Linked DNA regions of Capsicum annuum: regions 2 and 3 are each linked to region 1. Evidence: chromatin contacts called from public Hi-C data. All regions are on one chromosome and are shown on one strand. The core of a region is the stretch at or near the end of the contact, and the rest is flanking DNA. Distances in the headings are between cores, read along the strand shown. Region 1 holds the start of LOC107840902. Region 2 overlaps LOC107840927. Region 3 holds the start of LOC107840876 (RAN GTPase-activating protein 2).

Region 1 (3,784 bases), core at 694-3,193:
AAAAACAGAAATTTACTAACTCAAATTTAAAATTTATGAATTTAAAAATTTTATGTGTATGTTAATGAATTCTAAATTAATTAAGGTTGAGTAGTCTAATCTTTTTTAAGTCACTAAGAACTATAAGTTATAATACTCAACCTTATAATTTAAAACTTAGTGACTTAAAAAAGATTAGAGTACTTAACCTCGTAATTAATTTAGAACTCATTAACACATGAAATCTTTAAACTCATAAATTTTAAATTTGAGCTGACAAATATCTGTTTTTATTCTCTTTATTACTTCTGTTGTTATATATAATTGAATGAAGTACGGAGGTGAAAGAGGTTGGCTAGGGATGGATAAAGGTAGACCGAAAAAATATTGGAGGAAGGTGATTAGACATGACATGGAGCAACTTCAGCTTACCGAGAACATGACCTTAAATTGGAGGTTGTGGAAGAAACGAATTAGGGTAGAAGGTTAGTATTATTCTAAATGTTGTATCATTTGTTATATTACTTAGTGAATCTTGTCTATGATATTATTGAGTGCGGTAATTTCTATTTTATCTTATCCTTTTACATTTTCTTGTTTAGATTGTTTTATCTTGAATCGGGGGTCTATCGGAACAACCTCTCTATCTCACCTAATGGTATGAAATGCGTACATTTACCCTTCCTAGACTCCACTTGGTGGAAATATACTTACTATATTATTGTTATTGTTGAAATATAATAATTTTAATCAAAATTACATAGTCCACCCATACCATCAACGAATATAATAATCATAATAGTAAGTATATAGTGGCAGCAATTAAAAGTTTAATAAAATCATAGAAGTAGAAATCCAGAAAAGAAGGATATGTATGAGAATTAAAGTATGAAAACCACCGAAGAATGTGGTGCTGGTGCATATGAAAATTTTTTAGTAGAAAGCACATTTCTTAAATAGGTTCTAATATAAATTTAAATTAATCTAATTCTAATACCAATACTACTAAATGAGAAAACAGAAACAAAAATCCTTGGAAAATACCTATCCCATGCTGCCAAACTCTCTCCCCGAATACTGTTGATTCGTCTACAGTACACTGATTTGTACATGGACATCAAATATTTAACAAATTATAAATCAGGTAAATTAATACTTCCTCAGTCCCAAATTATTCGTCCTAAATTTCCTAATTTAATTTTTCATTTTACTTGTCTTTTTTCATTAATCAAGAAGAGACAAAAAATTTTTTCATGTTTTACCCTTTGCATTAATTATTTTTTCTTTAAATTAAAATGCAAACATCATTTAATATGGGCATTATGATAAACTAGCTATGTTATTAGTTATTTTTCTTAATTAATTTGTCATCCCAATTTGAGATTGAGAGAGTATGAGAATATAGATTTCACCCAAAAAATACAAAAACATATAGTATTAATTAAATCATAAATTTTTTTTACTTAAATTATATTATAGTGTTACTCCATGTGTCCATCTTTACATGGCATGCTATTTAAAAATAATAAATAAAAGAATAATTTTATAATATTATCTTTATTAATTGTAAGTTATTTAAACATAGAAAATGTATGCTATCTAATTACAAGGATAAATTACATATAAAATTATAATTATTTTTAGTATATTGAATATAGAGATGGACGAAGAAATATGTAGAGATGGACAAAGAGAACTAATAAGGTTTTTGTTTTTACGCAGCGTACAAGGCGTGTGCCCCACCACCAGTTTGCACCGCCCACAGAACAACTGACACTTACCTATGCCAGCCTTGGCTTTAGGAGTTGGACTTGGTCACTTTGGGTCCCCCTAACAAATTATTCATTCTCATTTCTTTACTTTACAATTTCTTATTTCCATGCAAACCGCGTTACTTTGAGTTCGCTCTCATTTCACATACCTCTTAGCTGTGCATTCTATGTTATATATATAGCATAATAATTTCTGCCTCTCTCCACACAACCACTTTAAAAGCTCTTTATTATTCATAAACATCACATAGCAAAAGGCGAAAGAGATTTTCCAACCAAAAAGTGCAATACTTTCTCAGTTTCTCTTTCTTTTACCACTGATATCTAAAAATATCATTGCTAGTTATCTTCTACTCTTAAAAAACAGCTGCAAACATGCAAGAAAAGTCGAAAATGCAGAGGAAAAGATCGGTGGTTGCTCGTAGAACTTGGAATGTTCTCCGCTTAGCATTGTTATGGGCGAGAAAAGGTGGCATTTTCAAGAACAAGCACCTCGTAGATCTCCGGTTGCTTCCTAAATATATTAAAAGCCTCCGTCATACCAATGATCACTACGGGGCACTGCATTATGGGGAGCGCGAGTTTTCCTTTGATGACACTCCTATCTTTCATGTTAAGATGCATCGCCCTGCTTCCTTGCGTTTCAAGATGCCAAACATTCCATGCATCAAACCTCAAGTCGATTTTGATTTTGACTTTGACAATTATGAGAAAGACGATGAAATGTACCCTGATAATAATAATGATGATGCTCCTAGGAAGAGCTTTTTGAATACCGAGGGTGAATGCTGTCAAGAGGAAGAGTATGTAAGCTGTGAGATGTCCGAGGAGATCATTGTTGGTGCTGGCGATGAAGCTATTGATACGAAGGCAGAGGAGTTCATTGCTAAGTTCTATGAGCAAATAAAGCTACAAAGACAAATATCACATTTACAATACCATGAGACGCTCGCTAATTAAAGGTGCAAGTTGATGGAAGAGAGCTGCAGTCCCCTTTCACTAATGACATTCTACGAATTCACTCTTTCTTGTATTCAAATCCTGCGCTAGTATTCTTTCTGTATAGCAAGCCTTGCGGCATTTTTGTAGATAGATGAGGTATTCCACTCCAAAATGCGAAATAAAAGTATCAAAGTTTTCTTTCCAGAACAATTCCGCGTTACCTCTGACACTGATAATACAAATGTTAACGACAGTTTACATACAAGGGTAAAGTTTTGTCCATGGGAGGCAATCATGTTGGCAACTCAGAGCTGGAACTCGTATGAGCAACCTACAACTATAGCACCAACCAATTCCCACCCACCCAAATTTTCAGTTCTGTATCCAGCTGATATTCATTTAGAATACTTCTCTTGGTATTTATTCACTTCCGAAGTAGATTAAAAAAAACAAAATTATATAAACAGTCATAATACTAGAGTCTACGTATGTGCTCTTCACTTGAGCCTTCTATGCCTAATTAGTCAATGTTCATTATTTTAACTAAGGACAAAATAAGAAGAATGTACTCGATTATATCTTAGACCTTTAAGGATGGCAACTATTTTGGACTACCTATTTTCTTAAGAACGTCAAGGAAAGTGATCCGGAGGGAGTATTTCTTTACAGAAGTTCAAATAGAAACCCATGTCCTGGCAATCTTTTATTGGGGATAAAAATGCAACCGAACTGAATTCCACGCTGCAGACATAATCACTGTTGGAAACGATCGATCCTATAAGGGCTTTTACACTCGCATATGTTTTCATGTTTACTAAGCTTCTGGCACCAATGCAATCAGTTTACCAACTTCAGTGACTCATTGGATCATTGATAAAAGAAGACGACACCATTTCACAACATAATCAGGTTTCCATTGAGTCTGAATGAGCAGCAAATGTATAAAGCACTGACATCCTTCTAAACAATTCTTAATGTTGAAGAAAAAAGACAGGATAATGAGGGGACGTTCGAATGCAGTAGAGAACTAATGCACTCAAACTATATCTTCAAATTAGGTCAACAAAAGTTGACGAGTAACAAGAAGATTG
Region 2 (3,784 bases), core at 711-3,210, 200 kb after region 1:
TAGGAGTCCCATATATTTTAGGAAGTCTAGTTAACATAATAAAAAATAAATTAAAAAATTTAGTGAAAATATAGTTTTGTCTAAAGAAGAGTCTTTTAATTAAAGGGCAAAAAGTTCAAATCACTTTTCTAAGGGTCTTCACATTTTTAATATATGTATATGTGTGTGTGTGTATATATATATATATATATATATATATATATATATATATATATATGTTTTTTACTGCCTGCTTGCTCCGTGATATTATTATATCACCCCTAATTAATTATTATATGACATTTACGTATTAAAAAAATTATAATATTTAATGAAAAATAAAATAGACACTTATAAAGTAAAATGGATATTTATGATATGGTTGTTTCAGCCGCTTCAACTATAATTTTAATATATCACATATAATTAATTATTATGAGTCATCTAAGTATTTAAAAATTGATAATATCTATTTTTAAAAAGTGAAATAAACATAAAATGATAAATTAATTCTTGATGTTTTAAATTAATTTGGTATCTTATGTAAGGCCCACTTAAAAAATTTCACAAGCATTTTTTATAGCAATTTTGTTATATCACTTTAATTAGTCATTATGAGTCATTCAAGACGTGCTGGTTTCGCTATTTCAATCGTGATATTTGATTTACTCTCAAAATTACATCAGTTTCGCTTAAATTGAAATAGAAAAAAACTATTATAAATTACAATAATTAAAAACTTAAATTGCTTTGAAAGTCTAAATTCACTATCAATACCACAAAAGTTTAAACAAGAAGAGTACTATAAATTACAATTGCAAACAACATAAAATAGTAAATTACAATGTCGAAAAAGTATTATAGATTACAATAGTTATCGATGTCATATTAATTAGGATAAAGAGATATTACTTGAAAATTACATTAAAAGTCGTATAAATTATAATATAATTAACAACTTAAAATATCTAAACCTATATATAGCAAATCTGATTGACTTTCTCAAACATTTCATCAGCATCATATAAATTAAGACAAACAAATAACATATAATATTGAAAAAGTAGCACATCGGGGCTTGTGCTGACACAGACTCCAATATCTAGTATACAAATACAAATCACATATTTAATCAAGATTTAATTAAATATCATATAAGTGCACCGCTTATGGTGGGACTGTTTTAAACTTAAATATAAAAATACGTTTGACCATAAGAATTATTTTACTTTAATAAAAATTATTTTGAAAAAGTGATAACTTGTTTTCACTTTTCTCACTCCTATTTCTCTCAGAAAATTTTAAAAACAACTCCAATTTATATTCATGGTAAAACAAAACACCAACTCCAACTCCAAAAAATATTATTTTCATAGCCAAACTGGACCAAAGTTAGGTGCAAATTTAAACCTCTGTGGAATGATATCGTCTTTGAACCATTTCTAATTCTTTAAAGTGAATTTTTGATTCCTATCCATTTCTAATTCAAATGTTACATAGATGTTTATTCCATCTCAGGAAAAGGTTTGTTTGGCTGATACAACAGATTGAATCGTAGTCTTTGAGGATTGAAATTAAGATTGGATTCTGGAATTGTGGATTGACCAAACAAGACCCAGCACCCCCCCCCCCCGCTTTTTATTTTTTTTTGGTTTTGACAAATTAGTCAACAGACAATTTAAGATATGTTAACCGAATTAGAGCAGTCCGACTTCTAATCACCTATTTGTCAAACAACATATTACACTGCTACAAATTCATGAGACCTGTCAAAGAAACAATTACACAACATCCAGGCCAACTCAATTTCCTTGTCCTTCTCTCTGTCGACATAACGCCCACAAAGCAGATTTTCACATCCCATGATGCCGTGCATTTCGGCAGTTTGAAACTATATATCCCAGTTTGCTAAGTGATATTTACGGTTATTTGGGGAGGAGATAGCCGGTGACAGCCGCAGTTAATGAAGACGCAAGCGCCGAAAGCAATCAATGGTAAAAACTACCACAAACAATCATCCCTCGGGTGATAACCTTTTCAGCTACCAGAAAATGGGGCAGTAAAAGAATAATAGAACAAGGGACCTGACTTGCCCTTGACTTAGGGTTAATAAGGACATCAATATCTTCTTTGCTTTTTCTCGCAAGAATACACATCCATCCCTGTTAAAATCGGATAGTCAAGGCATAGCTTAGTTAAGCTTTCCTGTCCAGACCAGTAAATATGAAAATGAAATTGAATTAAGCAATTAAACTAGGGACATGCATAAGGGAAAACTCGACTAACATTTCATATAGGGATAATTGCATAAATCCCCTGGAATTATATATGCACCACTATTGCATATATAATGGTACAATACTTAGGGCAACCAATTCCTTACAAGATGGGACAGGCAGTAAAAAGGTGTATTTCAGCAGCTAAAAGCAATGTCAAGGAGACACATGAAGGGTTTTTGTGGGAAGGGGAACGAAGAGGCTTGAAGCTAGTGATATTATTGTTAGCATGTGAACATTCTTGAATAGAGAAGATGTTTTGAAAATCAAGAATCAATCGTCAGATGTATCAATGATGGAAGGCAGATCTTCAAGGTGCATTATCCCCTCATGCAGCATCTGAAGATCCTCCATATGCACTTTCAGCACCATACATTCCTCCAGATCCCCTTTCTTTTCCGTAAGTTGACTTTTGAGTTCTGTCAAGTACTTCTTAATTTGTAAAGCCATCTTGCATCTAGCATCCTCATTTTCAGACTTGGAAGCAGATGATGAGTTGCTAGGCAGTAGAGAAGCTGATAGGCAATGACCGCAAACAATAGTACCATTCAACCTAAGAAGAGAAAAATACGTAACAAAGTTACACCAAGTATATTCTCATCCATTCTAGTAAAGGCAAGATCAAATTAGTAACAAGCTGCGCAACAATTTGATTTCAGATGGCATATTAAAACTATGACCAAAAAATAGATGAAATATCATAGGATATCAACCAGTGTCCACCAATAATGGAAGAACAGTATGTTCTGCTAAGGAAAAGAAGCGAGAAAATGAAAAGCCCAGATGTCAATTATCAGTCTTCTCATACTTTTTTCCGTGTGTCGGTATCAGTCTCTCATAGTTTACCGCATACAAAAAATAGGTACATGCAAGGAAAATGGATGCTAATGGTCGAGAACCACATGGAACAATAAGGAATATGATTAATGGTGATTCTGTAATAAAGCGAAGTGGTTTCTGGATTGATTTCTTCCCTCCAACTCCTTCCAAAAATGAAGTCATGAGAACAGTTTTACACTTTTGAGATAGCAAATACCGGTCAAGAGTGACAACAGATGAAAACAGTAACAATAAGACTTTTTATACCAGGTTGAACCACCACTTACTTTTTGAGGATCGACTCTGATTCTGTGTCATTCTCGACTGTAAATAATGCATCTACGCCATCCTTGCTTACCCATGCCAGCCCTTCTGTCGTGCCAACCGATTTACAGATCGAGTGTATCTCACTGAAGGTAGCATCTTCGGAAATGTCCTCAATCCTGATAGTAACAACCATAGAAGCCCGTGGGGGTTGGATTGAAAGACGAGAACTCCCAACAGTTAGCGCACCAGCTCTAATTGCTCTGTTGCAGGATTTTAAGCTCTTGCCAACAGTTACCAACAGTTAATAAACAAACTTTTCCTCATTTGAGGGGGGGCTAAAAGAAAAACTTCCAGAGATCAATAGCATACCTCGAATTGGATGTCCCAACAGTTGAGCCCATCAGGCAGATGCCTGACTGAAGATGTGTACACTTTTCCGAAGA
Region 3 (3,784 bases), core at 402-2,901, 190 kb before region 1:
AAGGAATATAGTGGAACATGCCTCAGTTTCTATAGAAAAATAAAGTAATTAGCTTTCAAGACATATAACTACTAACAAGATTCATCTCTGGCAGTTAAGTTTGTGCAAACCTACTTCAACATAACAACAACAACAACAACAAACCCAGTGTATTCCCACCTAGTGGGGTCTGGGGGGGGGTAAGATGTACGCAGTCCATACCTCTACCTCTGATGAAGTAGAAAGGCTGTTTCCGATAGACCCCCGGCTCAAGGCACGAGATTACTTCAACATAAAACAAACTAAATATAAATCATAGGGAAATCAAATTTCAAGAGGTCAACTTCTTCCTCATAGAGAAATGAGATACATTTTTTTGACAAGTCAATATTTCATCGCAAAACACCAAGCAGGTGTCAAAAGATTGATGAAGTTGTTTCTACGTCTGAATCTGAGTATTCCACAATCATCCATCATCGAAAATGAGATTGAGTTTTCTACTCTTTTATAAACTACCTTACAATGCACCATATTCATATACAACAAAGTAAAATATTCAAAATCAAAATTATTACATTCACCAGATGTATTTCATTTCACCACACTAAAACACATTAAAACATTCTTGAATACAAAAAAAATGCTACACATTACAGAAGAAAATTATGAGTGGAGCAGCATATATATACAATTTACAAACAAAAGCTGCTAAAAACATCAGAAACTTGTACTACTAAACAAAATCCTTCTTTTTCCTCTACAAACAAACAAATCTCACGAGAAAAATAAAAAATTTATACCCAACCAAGGGGTGTAACTCTCCACAGTAATTGCAACCTACTCTACTCTAAATACCCTTAAGAAAATGTTTTCCGATTTTCTCATGTTCTGTTGGTCTTTGAAAAATATTTTCCCCGAAAAACAAGCTCCTTAAAAATGACTTGCAAAGTAGGAAAAACAAGTTCTACAAGTAGCATTCCATATTAATTATATCCTCCCTACACCTTCCAACACACCTTATATTCACCCCACCTCACATGTTATTTGCCTAGATTATATACACACACTTCTAAAATAATCTTTTTACATGTATACCGAACACAAAGAAAAAAAAATAAGAAACCCACTTATTTTCCCGAAAAACATTTTCTTTTCCAAAAAACATTTTTCCTTCGTACCAAACATGTCCTAACCCTGCACGTATAGTTACAATGGTGTTATATTCGCACCACTAACTTAAAATCATCGATCCATCTCTAAACCCCAAATGACAAAATGAAGAAAAAACAACATTAAACCACAAGTAAAAGCACAATAAACAAGAAAAATTAACAAAATTACAGCACAGATCTGTGAACTAAATGAACATATGACCAAAAAAAAAGTAAAAACACATACAGCGCAAATGCACAAAAAACCATAGAAATGAAGAGGAAAATAAAAAATCCTTTCTGGGTTTTTCTGATTATGTTTGGTGCGAGTCTATCTGGTGTGACTCACCGGGAAACAAAGCCGCCGCAGAGAGTGTGAGGGAACTGAGGAAAAACACAAAGGAAGTGAAGTGAACAATGCGTGAGGGGGGAACAGTGTCTTATATTTCTCTTCTACTCGGGAGATAACCTAATGTAAATTTTTTTGTTTGAAATGAATTTAATTAAAAAAGAAGAGGAGAGGGGGCAGGGGTGGGGGGTAGCATTTTAATCGAAGGTTTACTTTTTTTTTTTTTTCCTTAAATTACTCCTCCGTTGGGATTTAGTTATCCCCATTTTTCTAATTTAATTTTTAGTTTTACAATTTAAGGACATGATCTTTGTCAAGAGATGTGGAGGATATATATTATCATAGAAGGCTAGTTGAGTAAAAGTATCACTCTACATCATAGTATAGTATGGTAGCTTAGAATTTAGCCGTAGATATCTATCATTATTATTGTCTGTCGTATTTCAATTATCACGTTATTTTGTGACTGAATATTATCTTTCTGCAGCAGATTAGTTGATATATTTTCTTCACTGATTTCCTCTTAATTGTACTTGATTGTGCTACACTTGAGTTGAGGGTTTTTCAAAAACAATCTCTCTACCTACTCGAGGTAGTGGTAAAATTTGCATACACTTTAACCTTTCCAGACCTCACTTGTGAAATTTTACTGGGTATGTTGTTGTTGATGGTGATAATGATGATTTTCATGTTTACTTGTCATTTTTGACAAATCATGAAAAGATAATTTTTTTTTTCATGTTTTATCTTTAACATTAATTACTTATTCTCTAAATTCTTTTTCAATACTCCCTCTAGTCCAACATAATTAAATGAGAAAAGACATCAAAACCACCTTAAATTATATTCGAAAGGTCAAAGGCACACTAAAACTACTGAAATAACCTATTACACGCTTATACATATTAAAAATAATTTTAATACCACCCTGAAACGTACGAACTACTCTCACAATATGTGATGTTTTATACTCACCTGCCACATCCAAGACCACGTCAGTGCCATGTCAAAAATTATAATTGTTACATCTTTTTACTTTTATTTTTATTTATTTATTAACTTTTTGTTAATCATATTTTACACTAATTTAATCACTAAAAACTCTATTAAATACATCTTCTTCATTGCTAACCCATCCACTCGAATCACATCTCACCAAAAAATTTATGTCCAATCTTTGTCCGATCATCATAACCTTCATTTATTTGCTCGTCACAATCCCCATATCATACTCAATTCTTCTTCTTCTTCGTCTTCTTCTTCGTCTTACACCACCATTATCGCCATCAATTTCTTAGTCACCACCACCATCAATTTTTTTTCTCGCCATCCATCACCCAACAAATTCACCACATCATCAAAGTAGAAATTCTTATAATTTGCAAAAATATTAAATTAAAACAAACATTAATTCTTACAACCCAAACAAAAAAACTCAACATCAATCAAAGAACTCAAAAAAATCTATTTTTAGTATTCTTTAAATTCAAATTTCTAAAACACCTATTGACAGTACAATCAAAAGATATACATTTAAATCAATAGCAAAATAACAATATATATCCAAAAAGTCAGTATGAATTTGAAAAAAAATCAATAAATTTTTTTTAGCCTTTATACCATTAAATTATTTACTCCGTCAAATTGGATTTTCTGAAAAATAAAAATTCTCTATAAAAAACTATTGAAAAACCTATAATTTCAATAAAACAACGATTTTTCATTCAAAAAGTTACATTTTCTTAACTTGTGTCTCATTGATTATTTTAACTTTTTTCATTCTTTTAATGAAATGGGTGTATGATTTTCTTTGAGAAAAGAAAGAATGAAGATGTAACTATTAATGAGGAAATATAAATGAAGATTTGAATGATATTGAAGAGAAAGAGAGTGGGGAAGATGAAGTTTTCTTTGAACGTAATGTCGAAAATGGTAGTTCAATGTGGGTTTTGGAGAAGAGAGAGAAAATGATGAAGATGCAATAAAGAAAGAAAGAAAAATATAAAAAGGTGAGAAAATCAAGAAAAAATGTAAAAAAAAAATCAGAAACGGGCCTCGTTTTTGTTTACTTTTATTTTTGTGCCATGTCAGCTTTTAGGATGAAAATAAATTTATTTTTAAATAGTAAAAGTGTGTATTAGATCATAGTTTAGGTGTTATTTCGACTTTTCAAGTATAGTTTAAGGTTGTTTTAATACATTTTTTCTAATTAAATTTTTGAATACACACCTATTAAGAAAAAGAAATTAGGTCATAAATTGTATTTACATTTTATTTTTATCCTTTTAGATATTATCAAACTTTT

What was found. A called contact is a pair of places that touch in the nucleus more often than the background predicts.
Region 2: a contact with region 1 is called in a Hi-C map of leaf, with 1.9 times the contacts expected there. The contact joins the enhancer-like site here to the promoter of LOC107840902 in region 1. A contact is called at or near these places in 2 of 5 Hi-C or Micro-C datasets (leaf and placenta).
Region 3: a Hi-C map of bud shows a contact between it and region 1, with 4 times the contacts expected there. The contact joins the promoter of LOC107840876 here to the promoter of LOC107840902 in region 1. A contact is called at or near these places in 4 of 5 Hi-C or Micro-C datasets (bud, leaf, pericarp and 1 more).

What each region holds. Positions count from the first base shown.
Region 1 is chr1:162,288,476-162,292,259 of UCD10Xv1.1, reverse strand. It overlaps LOC107840902, which reads left to right and starts at 1,943. Exons shown (of 1, transcript XM_016684851.2): 1 at 1,943-2,900. The coding sequence starts at 2,127. The coding sequence ends at 2,711. LOC107840887 (CTP synthase) reads right to left here. Exons shown (of 23, transcript XM_016684831.2): 23 at 3,586-3,784.
Region 2 is chr1:162,089,312-162,093,095 of UCD10Xv1.1, reverse strand. LOC107840927 reads right to left here. Exons shown (of 7, transcript XR_007052645.1): 4 at 3,711-3,784; 5 at 3,362-3,621; 6 at 2,378-2,808; 7 at 2,248-2,315. Among protein-coding and RNA genes, the nearest start is that of LOC107840927, 8.3 kb to the right of the region's middle. Within about 2 kb of position 1,960, at least 4 of the 5 cell types and tissues checked have an H3K27ac peak or open chromatin away from gene starts, as enhancers often do. A contact at or near this core is called in leaf, where this site is marked.
Region 3 is chr1:162,473,992-162,477,775 of UCD10Xv1.1, reverse strand. It overlaps LOC107840876 (RAN GTPase-activating protein 2), which reads right to left and starts at 1,651. Exons shown (of 2, transcript XM_016684821.2): 1 at 1,480-1,651.